2 separate regions of the Pan troglodytes genome follow, and region 1 is linked to region 2. A link is a contact called in public HiChIP or PLAC-seq data. All regions are on one chromosome and are shown on one strand. Each heading gives the region's core, a stretch centred on a gene start, on an enhancer-like site or on the middle of the called end of the contact. The rest is flanking DNA. Distances are from core to core; before and after follow the strand shown. Region 1 holds the start of SEC14L5 (SEC14 like lipid binding 5). Region 2 holds the start of ANKS3 (ankyrin repeat and sterile alpha motif domain containing 3).

Evidence for each region. HiChIP or PLAC-seq counts read pairs in DNA pulled down with a chosen protein or histone mark.
Region 1: an H3K4me3 HiChIP or PLAC-seq map of stem cell-derived excitatory neurons shows a contact between it and region 2, with 9 times the contacts expected there. The contact joins the promoter of SEC14L5 here to the promoter of ANKS3 in region 2. A contact is called at or near these places in 1 of 7 Hi-C or Micro-C datasets (stem cell-derived neural progenitor cells) and 1 of 1 datasets of contacts at active chromatin or transcription factors (stem cell-derived excitatory neurons).

The regions. Positions count from the first base shown.
Region 1 is chr18:7,599,248-7,606,192 of NHGRI_mPanTro3-v2.0_pri, reverse strand. SEC14L5 (SEC14 like lipid binding 5) reads right to left here and starts at 2,160. Exons shown (of 16, transcript XM_016929366.3): 1 at 1,890-2,160; 2 at 1,070-1,183. The coding sequence starts at 1,132.
Region 2 is chr18:7,379,475-7,387,117 of NHGRI_mPanTro3-v2.0_pri, reverse strand. It overlaps ANKS3 (ankyrin repeat and sterile alpha motif domain containing 3), which reads left to right and starts at 4,602. Exons shown (of 17, transcript XM_016929335.4): 1 at 4,602-4,840. It also overlaps a transcript of ZNF500 not described here.

The DNA of each region.
Region 1 (6,945 bases), core at 911-3,410, 220 kb before region 2:
GCCACCAAGAGATATGAAAGTCCCTGGATAGAAGGCTGGGGTTAAGCAGTCAGTGCTGGGGTGGGACAGATGGGGGTGGATGCTAATGTTTCTTACACTTTCAATACATTAATTTACAAGACTTCGGTGTAATAACAGCGACAGCATATTTTGTGAGCTCCTACTGTGTGCCCGGCACACCGCAAGGAGCACCAAGAACTATTTCGTTTACTCCTCCCCGCAACCTCATAGCATTGTCCCCATGTTACTGAGCAGGGAAGTGAAGCTGAGAGGCAGAGGGATGGAGCCAAGAAGGAATTCCACATCCACCTATGTCCAGCTTCTGCCCCCAGGGTGCAAAGACCAGTGATCCTGGGGGCCAAGGATCTGGCAGCCAATTCTAGGCCTCCAACTGACTTGCTGCACAACACAGAGTACATCACAAAGCAAACCTACCCACTCATTCTCTCTCTCGTCCCAGTGTCAGCTTCCTTGAAGGGGAGGGAAGGGGGTCTGTGAGCAGAAGGAGGGCTCTGTGGTCAAATGTGAGGTTCTAGAGTCTCCTCTGTGGGGATCTCAGCCCCGACTCCACTTCTGCATAGATATAGAACTTGGTGTCATCCCTTCACCTGTCAAAGCCTCAGTTTCATGGAGGTTAAATGGGAAAATAACAGCTATCGGGAATTGGAAGAAACATCATCTGTTAAGACAGTGCTGTAAACATTCAATAAACAGCTGTTGTCATTATCACCACCATTCCATTTATCACTGTGATATGCCATTATATGAAATGACGGCAGTGGCTTGGCCCCTGATACCTTTGCTTTCTATCAGGAGAGTCTAAAGTAAGGGAGCAGGTCAGCTTCAACAAGGAGAAGGAAGAAAGACTTTGTGTTTTGGTCACTGGGCCGAGGATAGGATGGTTGGACAGAGGGGTCACTGGTTAGAAGTTAAACCCACCACGTCAGCTGAGTAACTCACTAATTCCTTCTGATCTGGGAGTCTAAGGAGCTCCGTCTTCCTACCGCCATAGCTGATCTCAAGTCCCTCCAACTGTCACATGGGGGCCCAAGAATCAGGAGTCACTCACCGCCATGACCAGCTCAAACGGATACTTGTAGACTCGGACAGGAGACTGGTATCTCTGCACCATGTTCACGCTGGAGCACCAATGGAGGTCACCAGGCAGGGGTGTGCACGGAGCCTGGGGTGAGGAGTGACTGGTGAGGTTGCAGCTCCCACCTCGGGAAGCAGGGACACCACCCACCAAGTGTAAGGGGCAGCCCCTGGCCCCACCCACACAGCTCCCCAGCCTTCAAATTGAGAAGGCTGATATTACCCCCAAATTACTCCAGGCCAAGCCCCAACAGCTTCCCTGTCATTAGCCATGGCCCCAGACCACGCTCAGCCTTCCAAGAGCAGTCAGCACCCCCAAACTTTCCTCTACCCCCACCCCTTCACACTGAGGGCCCCCAGAAGCCTTACGGCCACCCACACAGACACACACACATTTGCAATTCTTACACTCCCACGGTTCTCTTCACGCATGCACCCCGCAGCTTGCCACAGACTTGCTGGCCTACAGCCCACCCCCAAGTCTCCTTGCACCTGCCCTCCCATTTTCCTCCCAGACACCCTGAAATACACACACAGCCTTCACCACATTTCACAGCACTGTCTCTATCACACACATGCACACACGCAGGTTTCCCTCCCACACGGGACTGCTTTTGCACACGCCTCCAACTTTGCACACACACCCTGAAACACGCACCTGCCCAACTCCACGCACGCAATTCCCCTGGTGTGCACAGACGTGCACACACGCACACACACCCGTGCGCACATGCAGACACACGTACACACACGTAGAGGCACTCGCACACACAGGTCCCCGCAGCTTTGCTCACCCTCGCCCTCGGGAGCCTTTGGGAATGCAGCCTAGGGGAAGTGCCCTGGAAGCCCGCCTGGCTCGCGAGCTGAGCGCTTACGGGCTCCCGCGCCCGCCTGGCCTGGAGCGCAGCGCCTGAGGCGGGGCCCGATCGCGGCTCGCTAGCCTGGTGTGTCCCGCCTTGAACACCCTGCAAAAAGGAACGCTGTGGAAGGCCGGAGGGGCGGGAGCGAGACCTGCCGGGCCGAGAGAGCTCCAGGACCCGGGACAGCGGAGATCCTGGCCTGGCCCCGCCCCTGACCGGGCCCCGCCCACGTCCCCGGCCATGGCCCCGCCCAGGTTGGCCCCGCCCCCTAACTTGTCCCGCCCCACTCTGGCCCCGCCCCAGGCGAACTCCCCCCTGGTTCTAGCCCCGCCCCTTGTTTTTAGATGTCTCTCGTTTGACCACGCCCTCAGCCCAGTCCTTTCTCTAGATTGGTCATACCTCAGGAAGTCCCCTCCCCCTTCACTGGCCCCGCCCTCCAAGGTCCTCAGCCTCTGGAATGGTCGGCCACAGGACGACCCCGCCCTAATCTAGCTCTGCCTCCAAGCGGACCCTGAGTCCGGGCCGATCCGCCCCGGACCCTGCGTCTGGCCGACAGTACTGTTTACATTTGTAGATAAGCACAGTTTACGCTTTTCTTGCTCAGATTAACCTCGCCCTCGTCCCGCTGCACTTGGGTCTGACTGGCTCCTCCACCTGTCCCCGCCCCACGGCCCGCGCATGCACCTTCGCCCACTCTGCACACCTTCACAGAGCGCCTGCTGGGGGTCAGCCCTGTCCAGGCGCTGGAGAGCCGCCGGTGAGCCACACGCACGAATCCCTGCCCTCGTGGAGTTTATACTACGGTGGGGAGACAGACACTCAATAAATAAGGCAAATATATGATGTGTGAGGTGGTGAAAAACTCTCACGAGAGAAAAATAAGCAGGAAAGGGGCTCAAGGAGCCAGCGGAGAGAAAGGACAATTTAAAACAGGTAAGAAGCCGGGCGCCATGTCTCACGCCTGTAATCCAAACACTTTAGGAGGCGGAAGCGGGAGGACCGCTTGAACCCAGGAGTTGGAGACCAACCTGGGTAACATAGCAAGACCCTATCTCTACAAAAAAATTTTTTTTTCGTTTAGGCAGGGCGCGGTGGCTCACGCCTGTAATCCCAGCACATTGAGAGGCCAAGGCGGGCAGATCAGCTGAGGTCAGGAGTTCGAGAACAGCATGGCCAATATGAGGAAACCCCGTCTCTACTAAAATACAAAATTAGCCGGGCATGGTGGCGTATACTTGTAATCCCAGCTACTCGGGAGGCTGAGGCAGGAGAATCGCTTGAATCAAGGAGGCGGAGGTTGCAATGAGCCGAGACTGCGCCATTGCACTCCAGCCTGGGCAAGAAGAACAAAGCTCGGTCGCAAAAAAAAAAAAAATTAGCCAGGCGTGTTGGCACGTGCCTGTGGTCCCAGCTCCTCAAGAGGCTGAGGCAGGGGGATCCTTTGAGCCCAGAAGTTCAAAGCTGCAGTGAGCTGTTACCTGGCCACTGCACTCCAGCCTGGGCAACAAAGCAAGACTCTGTCTCAAAATAAATAAGTAAATAAATAAATAAAACAGGGAGTAAGGGGGCCTCCCTTGGGAGAGTGACATTTGTCCATCACTCTCATTTTAACTCACACTTAACCCCTTTCAGCCCTCCCAGGACTCCCAGGGGACCAACCTTGCTCCCAGAAGTCCTGCCTTGCCACTCCTCATCTGTTTAGCCTACAAGAGCCAAGAAATTGGCTCTGGACAGTGCTGTCATCCATGTATTCACTCATTCAACATTTACTGAGCACCTACTACGTGCCAGCGTGGGGTGAATTCACCCCTTCAAGCAGGGGAAGTCAGAGGTGGCCAGGGAGATGGACAACCCCTGATATATTTAGAGTATGTCACTGCACCCTGTGAAAACCACCTCTCTGCCCTTCCTAGCCTGCATCACATTCTAATATTGCATTTATTCGTTTTATGTATCTGTGGGTTCCTGGAGGTCTCTCTCAGGAGACTGTGAGCTCCCTGAGGGCAGGGGCAGTGGCTGCCTTATTCAGCTGCCCGCATGTTGGGAAGGATCTTACTGGGGACCTGGCAGGCAGGCAGCAGGTGCCCAGCACACTCTTGGCTTGGGTAATCAAGGGCGGAAATGGGACACAAAGTTCCCATCCCTGTCGCAAGGTGGCAGCAAATGATAGCCCATGGCTCCTGGAGTAACACAAGGGTGAGTAGGTGGGGGACATGGGATCCAGGGATGACTCTCCTAACCCGGGCTCATCCAGGAAATGCCCAGCTCTGCCCAGGCATCGCCACAGAGCAAAGTGAACGTTAACACCGTTAGCTGCTGTTACCACCACGAAAGGCGTTAAGTCCGCCTCTCCTGCTGCCCAACATTGAGGGAGGACAATGACTCTGCGTGGGAGACAGAGGTGTGACAGCCCTGCGGGTACAGAGAGCTCAAAGTGGAAACTGGGGCCTGGAGGGGAGTGAGAACCCCACTCCCTCCTCCTCCAGCCCCAGGGAAGGGAATTAATAACGCCACCAACACTCACTCCAGCTTTTTTTGGGTTTTGCGGGTTTTTTTTTTTTTTTTTACATGGAGTCTTGCTCTGTCACCCAGGCTGGAGTGCAGTGGCGCAATCTCGGCTCACTACAACCTCCGCCTCCCAGGTTCAAGCGATTCTCCTGCCTCAGCCTCCCGAGTAGCTGGGATTACAGGCGCTTGCCACCACACCTGGCTAATTTTTGTATTTTCAGTAGAGACAGGTTTCATCATGTTGGCCAGGCTGGCCTCAAACTCCTGACCTCAGGTGATCCACCCGTCTCAGCCACCCAAAGTGCTGGGATTACAGACATGAGCCACCACACCTGGCCCAGTTGCCTATTATTACTGTTCTACTAATTATTCCTACCACTTGTTGACACTCCATTGGCGCTTACTATACCTAGCACCATTCTAAAGCTTTACGAACACGAATGCATTTAATCCTCAAAGCAACCCCAGAGCAATGAAAATGTCTTGGAATGTGATAGAGGTGGTGGTTGCACAACGTTGCAAATGCACGTGCCACTGAATTAGGGCCACAATATTAAAATGATTAATTTTCTGTTACGTGGCTTTCATCTCAATTAAAAGCCCATATACAGTCAAAACTATTTTAATCCTCATCTTACACGTAAGGAAACTAAGGCACAAGGCACAGAGAGACTGAATAACTTGCCCAAGGCCACACAGCTAGTAAGGAACTGAAACCCAGGACTCTCGTTCTCCAATGACTTCTTCTCCTAGAGCTGCAGCTGATGCTCCGGGAAGATGTGAATTCCAAGCCCTGAACTGCAAGATCTCCAGGCACCCTGGCTCCAGGACAAGAAGGCGCTGCAAGGATAGGCTGATTCCCCAGGGGTGCTGGGCATGAACTCAGTCCCAGGGCAGGATCTTTAGCCTCTATCTGCTGCTTCCCACCTGCCCTGCAAGAATGACCCAGCCAATGCTGACTTTTGAGGAGGTGGGTTTTGGGAACCCCAGAAACCACCCCATGTCTCTGATTGTCTTCCCAGCAGATGGGCCACTGCCAGAGAAGATTCAACCATTAGTGATGCATTTGTTTGAGTAAAACTCTGGACCCCATCCAAAGGCAGATGTTCCTGAAAGGCATCCTGCTGGGAATGTCCTGAATTGAATGGCTCAGTGTGACATTGATAATGGGGGTTAAGACCCTGGAATACATAATGGGCCCTGGGATGGCTCTGAAGCTGTAGAAGATGCAGCAAGCAGGGTACGGTCCCCAGCTTAATTTTACTGTGGCAAAATGGTCCGAGCACAGTGGCTCATGCCTGTAATCCCAACAGTTTGGGAGGCTGAGGTGGGCGGATCACCTGAGGTCAGGAGTTCGAGACCAGCCTGGACAACATGGCAAAAACCTGTCTCTACTAAAAATGAAAAAATTAGCCAGGCATGGTAGCGCATGCCTGTAATCCCAGCTACTTGGGAGGCTGAGGTAGGAGAATCACTTGAACCTGGGAGGCGGAGGGTGCAGTGAGCTGAGATCACACCACTGCACTCCAGCCTGGGCAACAGAGTGAGACTCCATCTCAAAAAAAAAAAAAAGAAAAAAAATCGGCCAGGCACGATGACTCATGCCTGTAATCCCAGCACTTTGGGAGACCGAAGTGGGCAGATCACCTGAGGTTGGGAGTTCGAGACCAGCCTGATCAACATGAACAAACCTCATCTCTACTAAAAATACAAAATTAGCTGGGTGTGGTGATGCATGCCTGAAATCCCAGCTACTGGGGAGGCTGAGGCAGGAGGATCGCTTGAACCCGGGAGGCAGAGGTTGCAGTGAGTCAAGATCATGCCATTGCACTCCAGCCTGGGCAACAAGAGAGAAACTCCATCTCAAAAAAAAAAAAAAAGCACATAACACGAAAGTTACCATTTTAAGCATTTCTTAGTGTGGTGCATGCCTATAATCCCAGCTATTCAGGAGGCTGAGGCAGGAGAATCGCTTGAACCCAGCAGGTGAAGGTTGCAGTGAGCCAAGATCATGTCATTGCACTCCAGCCTGGGTGACAGAGTGAGACTCTATCTCAAAAAAAAAAAAAAAATGCGCATAACACAAAAGTTACCATTTTAACCATTTCTTAGTGTACAATTCTCTGGCTTTTGGTATATTCACAAGATGCACGTACAGCCAGCACCACTTTCTAGTTTTGGAACATTTTCATCACCCCAAAAGGAAACTCATACCCATGAAGCTGTCACTCCTCCTTCCTCCCTTCCCGCAGCCCCCTGGAAACCATCCATCTGTTTATCTGCTTCCTGGGGGACATCTCATTCGTCCCGGGTGGCCTCTACGTTGTGTTGTTTCTTGCCCCTTCTCGAAGCAGAGCCCTGAGGCCTCCGGGATTTGGGAATCTCCAGGGCTATCAGGATGGTTGGCAGGGCCGTTGTGTACAGGTGTATAGGTTGTAACCTGCACAACTCTGTGGAACAGTCCTAGTCATGGGAGCAGCTT
Region 2 (7,643 bases), core at 3,353-5,852:
CTCAGCAGAACACCTGAGAGAAGTTACGCTGGAGCTAGGCCCCGTCTCCATTTTGGAAGTGGGTTAGTGCCTCTACACTGTTTTCTTTTCTTTTCTTTTTTTTTTTTTTTTTTGAGATGGAGTCTCACTCTGTTGCCCAGGCTGGAGTGTGCAGTGGTGTGATCTTGGCTCACTGCAACCTCTGCTCCCCCGGGTCCAAGCGATTCTCCTGTCTCAGCCTCTGGAGTAGCTGCGATTACAGGCACCTGCCACCATGCCCAGCTAATTTTTGTATTTTTAGTAGAGATAGTGTTTCACCATGTTGGCCAGGCTGGTCTCAAACTCCTGACTTCAAGTGATCCACCCATACTGGCCTCCTAAAATGCTGGGATTACAGGCGTGAGCCACTGTGCTCGGCCAGAAATGGGGTCTTGCTGTATTGCCCAGGCTGGTCTCAAACTCCTGGCCTCATGGGAACCTCTGTCTCAGCCTCCAGCACTGGCAACACAGGCCTGCGTTGGCACGCTTAGTCCACATTTGCTCATTGTCTCCTGGGTTGTCCCTCCCACGAGGTCCAGCTTGTGTGCTTGCTCAGGCACTGATGGGCCATCTTCCTCCCTCCCACTCCCCACTGTAGCCTGTAGCAGTGTAGTTTAGCAGTTTAGTAAACCAGAGTTCCTGTGTACTTGCCAGGTGCTGGGATGAGCCAGGTAGCCATGAAGCCAGCTGGGTTAAGGGAGAGACATTTAGGACAAGCAGTCGTGACAACGGCCAGAAGCTATTCAGGATGCCATGGTAGAGAACAGGATAGGAGCGATCAAGAAGAAGAGAAGGGTCAAAATCGGATGGAAAATCAAGTGTGCATGCCAGCCCTAAGGTGCCGGGCTCCCCAGGAGAGGGAGGTGCGTGGAGGTTAGATGTTGGGCATCTGAATACCTTGGGTTGTACATGGGGGGGGAAAAAAAAAGGACCAGGTATCGTGGAAATGCTAGAACAGTGGTTTAGACCAGTCAGTTTAGACTAACATTGCACACACACAGGCGTACACTCTTCTGTGTCCCACAGACCTCGGGAAGGGACTCTTCAGCTGCAGCGACCCAGGCCCTGGACTTGTCGCCATCGGCAGGATCTTCAGCCAGCTCCTCCGACAGGTCTGGAATCAGGGAGGTTTGGTTTCGCTGGAAGATGAACAGCTCCTCTTCCCCATAGTCCGACTGCGGACAAATGAAAGGGCTTTTGGAGGACAAGGCAGCAGGCAGAGCCCTGAGGGCCTAGCCACCCCCGCTCTCCACTCTCCACTCTCACTTCCAGCCCAGCCCGCCCAGCCCGTCCAGCCCATCCAGCCCTGCTGCTCAGGAGCCTGGGGGAGATCTGGTTCTCTCCCAGTCAGCCTTGCCGTGCGCGGCTTCTTGCCACCGTTTAGAAATCGGCTTGGCAGCACAACCTCGTGGAGGTGAGACTGGGGATCCTGGTTCTGCAAGTACCTCGCATACAGCAAGTGCTTCATTAATGCCTTGTGTGACATGAACAGGGCAGTGAGGTGGTAGCTGAAAGAGCAGGGTCCAGCCCTCCCCATCCCCTGTGACCTTGAGCCATCACTTACACAGCTTAGTTTGTCTTCCTGAAGGGGTTGGGGCTCATACTCTCAAATGAGACTGAAGGTGTGAAAACACCCTGAGCACTGAGGCATGGGGTCCCCTTAGGTTCTCCTTAGCCTCGTCATGCACTGGATGACGTCTGAGGTCCCTGAAGCTCTGTTGCTGGTGCCCAGGTAGGACCCAAACCCTGCCCGTTCCTTTTAAAACCCTCATACTGTCTCTTAACGCCCAGTGCCAACCTGTGCACTGAGCAGCCCCCGCCAGGAGCATCTTTAGCAGGGTCTTACACCTGCACCTAGGGCTATTGGTCTGAGCGTCTTTGAGGGCCATTTCAGGGACCCCAAACCACAAATGCAGAATCCCTCGAAGGCTTATCACAATGCACTGGAATTGTGCATTCTCAGTGGGTGTTCTGGCCCTGTCCTGGCCCGAGAGAGTGGAGAATAGCAGAATGGAAAGGACAGAGCTTCTGCATCGAGTTGACCTGGGTTCCAAGTCAGCGCCAAAAACTCCACTGAAAGGGCCTCCCAAGATGCTGAGCACCAATACCCATGCTCAGAGATGACAATCAAGGCAGAAGAAAGAGTAAAGAAGGAAATAGGCACCCAGAAAACACAACTTTGAGTCTGGCCATGTGATTTAAAGTAAAATGTCAACAAACTGCACAGGTCAGCAGGAAAAGTCTTCAGAGTGAAGTGCTCCAAAGCTGTCCTGGCCAGCGTCATGCCTGCTCTGGTAGGAAGGACAAGGCATCCAGGGAGAGAGTTCTTGCTTACCAAAGAGGAGTCTGAGTCCAGAGACGGGAGCTGGTCTTTGACAGCCTTGAGGATGGCATCCCAGGGCCCCATCTGGGAGGCCCAGGGAGAGCCCAGTGAGGGTGCCATGCCTTCACCGTTGGATGCCATGAGGGCCCAGGCTTCCAGATGCCTTCTTAGTGCACCATCATCCGGGGAGCTCTGTGGGGCACACAGGGTGATGGAAGAGGGTCCGGGCCACTGAAGGTCAGGAGAGCAGGGGCTGCTCTACCAGCTGTAGGAGACCAAACAGGCTGGCAGGCCTCACCACCTGCCTCAGTTTCCTTCTAGTTATGCAAGCTCCTGTTAGTGCCAGGCACTCTGTGTGTGTGTGTGTGTGTGTGTGTCCCCACTCATGCACACATGTGGAGCCTGCAGGTATATAATGTATATAGTGATATATACATAATAATATACAAATATATGTATTGATATAAATATGCCTATGTAGATATATGTACATGTTATATAGAATGCCATATGTATGATATATAATGATATATAGGTATATTTTATATATACCCCATATAGCATAACTATTCTCTTCATTTCATAGGCTCAGGGTGTTTAGTAAATAGCAACAGTGGACTCTGAATCAGGGGGAATTTCAAGTCCTACTACCCTTTACTGCCCTTTACCAAGGAACAGAAGACACCTTGCTTTTTTGTTTTGGAGACAGGGTCTGGCTTTGTCGCCCAGGCTGGAGTGCAGTGGTACAATGATAGCTCACTGAAGCCTCGGCCTCCTGAGCTCAAGTGATCCTCCCACCTCAGCCTCCTGAATAACTGGGACTACAGGTGTGTACCACCACATCTGGCTAATATTTTTACTTTTGGTAGAGATGGAGTCTCCCTGTTGCCCAGGCTGGTCTCAAACTCCTGGCCTCAAGTGATCCTCTTGCCTCAGCCTCCCAAAGTGCTGGGATTACAGGCATGTGCCACCGCGCCTGGCTGACAGTTTGGAGTCACCAAGTGATTTTTTTTTTTTTTGGAGTCACTACTCTGACCAGCCCCTGCATTTGTATCTTAGAGTCTTAAAGGAGATGGTCCTGTTATTCAGGGGGCTGGGGAGCTTGAGCTTGAGAGCTGGCGGGTGAGGGTCCTCTAGAGCCAGTGTCAGGAGAACTCTGCAGCTCGAGAGGCCGCTGTGGCTTTGGCCCTGCAGTCAGTGCCTGTTCATCCCCAATCAGGGCAGCGGCAGGAGATGTGAATTGGGGGCTGCTTGCTTCCTCTGTACTTCTGGGAATAGGGCAGGTGCTTGGTGCACTCTGAACTGGGAGCAGCGGGTTGGGGACGCATCTGGTGCACACAGCTAGCGGGTGTTTTTTGTAACTAGAGCTCTGTTCCGCAATTCGGGGCACAGTATTTCTTAGGGCAACAGAATCGTCGGGATGAAGAGGGCCTCCAGAGACTCTGATAAACCCTTCAGGCGGACAAGACAATAGGGGAGGGAACGGCATTACCGGCAGAAGGAAGAGCATGTACAGTGGCTCAAAGGAATGAACCGCCCAACAGGTTTAAGGGAAGAAAGTGTCAGTTGCTGGACTCTCCGGTGAAAACGGACCAGACAATGCAGGGCCCTGAACGCCAAGTTGAGGAGCTCGGAGCATCCAGAAGGCGAAGGGGAGGCTCGGAGCCGCCTCTGAATAACGGCCTTCCGGCTCCGTCTCGGGGTGGGTTTCTCAGCGGCAGCCTGTTAGCCCCGCCACAGCCCCGCCCCGGTTCCCAGAGCCCCGCCCCCAGCCGGCCTGCCACGAGGCTGCCGGTTGTTATGGCAACCAGACGCCAACAGCCTCCCGGGTCGAGCTTTTAAATTTTAAAGCTGTGGAAGTGGAAAGCCCATTGCTCCTCCTCTCACCCACCCCCAGCCCGTATTTCCCCGCGTTTTGTTCAACTCCCTGCAGGCGCAGCAGGCCCGAGGCCCCTCACCTCAGGCCTCTGCCTCCACTCCCCGCGCTGTCCTGACAGCGCTATAAACAGCCTCCAGCGCGTCACTCCGGTCGCGTCCGCCCCTCGGGCCGCGCCGCAGGTACAGAGGCTGTCCCCTTCTTCAGCACTCTCCCTCTCAGCAGAGCTTTACATTACTAGACTGCCTTCGCGTTTCCCCCACCCCGCCCCGCTCCTCTTTCGGGCCTTTGCGCGTCCTGCCTCTCCTGCAATGGGATTGGTTCCCCTGGAGGGCGGGGGCGGAGCAGGTCAAACACCACTAGCTCATTGGCTACCGCGGGCATCAGACAGCGAGCCGGGAAGCTGACCGGAAGGTCCGGGTGCGGGACGTGTGCATTCCACGGCGCCCGGGAGCTGTCCCGGTGTCGACCCGCGAGCTTCCCGGCGTGCTCCGCGCCCTCCCGCAACTACTTCCGGGGCGGGTGCCGGGGGCGGTGGCCCGGCGAGGGAGCGTGGCGGCGAGCTGTTTGGGGGGTTGGCGACGGCAGCCCGAGGGCGGCTCAAGGCCTGAGGCCCAGCACAGGTCGGTTCCGCGGCGGCCCGGCCCCAGCACTTGCCGGCACCTGCAGCCCGCCTAGACCCGGCGCTCGGGCGTCCCGCGCTGCACTTGCTCGCCGCGTGACTGGAGGACCGAGCCCCCACATTTTCTTTATGTGGTTGTGGTGGGGGGACAGTAATGCCCTGTGCGCCGTAGCGTTCCTGTGGGGATGTGCCCGGGGGGCGTCGGGAAGCGTCACTGCTGTGAGTTACGGGTTTGTCGGCCAGGGACCCGCACCGGGGCCAGTGAGCTACCTTTGCGATGCGGTTCCACGGGGCGAGAGGGGGTGCCTGGGTGCTTTCACAGACCTCCTCTGTGGGCGTGACAGTTACCACCAGCATCACATTTGTTAAGATTTTTAAAAATTTTTTAATTTTTGTGGGTACGTAGTAGGTGTATATATGGCGTATATGAGAGATTTTGATACAGGCATGCAGTTCGTAATAATCACATGTAAAATGGGGGTCTCCATCCCTTCAAGCATTTTATCCTTTGTGTTACAAACAATATGATTATACTCTTTGAGTTATTTTTAAATGTGCAGCCGGGCGCGGTGGCTCACTCACGTCTGTAATCCTAGCACTTTGGGAGGCAAAGGCGGGCGGATCACCTGAAGTCAAGGATTCGAGACCAGCCTGGCCAACATGGGGAAACTTCATCTCTACTAAACATACGAAAACTAGCCTGGCATGGTGGCTCATACCTGTAATCTCAGCTACTCGGGAAGCTGAGGCAGGAGAATCGCTTGAACCCAGGAGGCGGAGGTTGCATTGAGCCGAGATCACGCCGCTGCACTCTAGCCTGGGTAACAGAGTGAGACTCTGTCTCAAAAAATAATAATAATAAATAAATAAAATGTGCAATTAGATTATATTGACTATAGTCACCCTGTTGTGCGGTCAAATACTAGATCTTTTTTTTTTTTTTTTTTTTTTTTTTGAGACGAAGTCTCGCTCTGTCGCCCAGGCTGGAGTGCAGTGGCTTGATCAAATACTAGATCTTATTCATTCTATTTTTTTTTGTATCCATTAAGCATCCCCACCCTCCACTACCCTTCCCAGCCTTGGTTACAGTAGAAGTAACCATCCTTCTACTTTCTATGTCCATGAGTTCAATTGTTTTGATTTTTACATAACCACAAATAAGTGAGAACATGCAATATTTACCTTTCTGTGCCTGGCATATTTCACTAAAGATAACGATCTCCGCTTCCATCCATGTTTTTGCAAATGATAGGATCTCATTCTTTTTTTATGGCTGAATAGTACTCCATTGTGTCTAAGTACCACATTTTCTTTAGGATTCATTGTAAAGGTAACAGATACTTAGCATTTTCAGAATGGACAGAACCAAAAAGTTGAATGAAAACTAACACGTCTTATCTCTAATGCTACTTTACACCACACCACTCGGGATGGGACATTTTAGTTTTCACTTTAGTGTTTTTTTTTTGTTTTTTGTTTTTTGTTTTTTTGAGACAGAATCTCGCTCTGTTGCCCAGGCTGGAGTGCAGTGGCTTGATCTCGGCTCACTGCAATCGCCTCCCAGGCTCAAGCGATTCTCCTGCCTCAGCCTCCTGAGTACTGAGACTACAGGCACCCACCACCACACCCAGCTAATTTTTGTAATTTTAGTAAAGATGGGATTTCACCATTTTGGCCAGGCTGGTCTCGAACTCCTGGCCTCAAGTGGTCCATCACGCTTGGTCTGGTTCTCATTGTCCTTCAGACCTCTGGGGATGTCAGATATGCAAGTCTCCAGTAAATAGAGAACACGGCCTCACCCTGCAGAAGGCCTTTGGCGTGGAAGAGACATGCCCAGGTAAGGCTTGAGGGAGGTATGGAAGGGACTCTGAACTGACCCTCAGCTCGTTTGGTTTCTTATCCAGGCTTCGTTGGCCAGGGCTGTTAGGGTGGGATTCTCACCTGCAAAGTGAGGGAAGGGGACTGCACGATCTTGGGCTCTGCTAGCTGAAGAGGTGGTGGCTCCAGGAAGGAGGGCTTTGCTTGCCCCACCGCACCTACAAACACTCTTCACCAAGGGCCTGTGAAGTGTTTGTCTCCCACATTGGTGGCTTGTTTCTTTAGCCATCTTGGCTGTCACCTGGGGCTTGGAGGCATTCTTTAGTAGAAACTGAGGTCCTCATCGCATCTATTAACTACCATAGCACCTGTAGGTCATCAAAACCTGACAAGGCCTTTGTTTTCGCCTTTGCTCCCTTTCCTACCCTTGTTTCCTGGCACTCTTGTACCAAAGGATTCTACTAGGAAGCTGATGACTTTGCCTTGATTTGGGGATTCCTGGTGTGCCGTTACTCATGTAGGCCCATCTCGGGGAAAGTGTTAACCCACCAGTTCACCGGCCTGTTATATTTCCCCCCATAGCTCTCTCTTCAAAGGATGCCTAAGTGGATTCCTATTCAGTTGACGGTTGCTGCGTGCCACCAGTCACATCCTGGTTTCTCTGTTGGGGAATTGCTTTCTATTTTTTTCAGAAAAATTTATTTTTACTTTTTTGAAATTTTCAATTTCATAACCATTCCAGAAAAATTAATTTATATTTAAAATTTACAGGCCAGGTGCAGTGGCTCACGCCTATATTTCCAGGACTTTGAGAGGCTGAGGCGGGCGGATCACCTGAGGTGAGGAGTTCCAGACCAGCCTGGCCAACATGGTGAAACCCCCGTCTCTACTAAAAATACAAAAATTAGCCTAACATGGCGCACACCTGTAATCTCAGCTATTCAGGTAGCTGAGGCTCAAGAAGCCCTTAAACCCAGGAGGCAGAG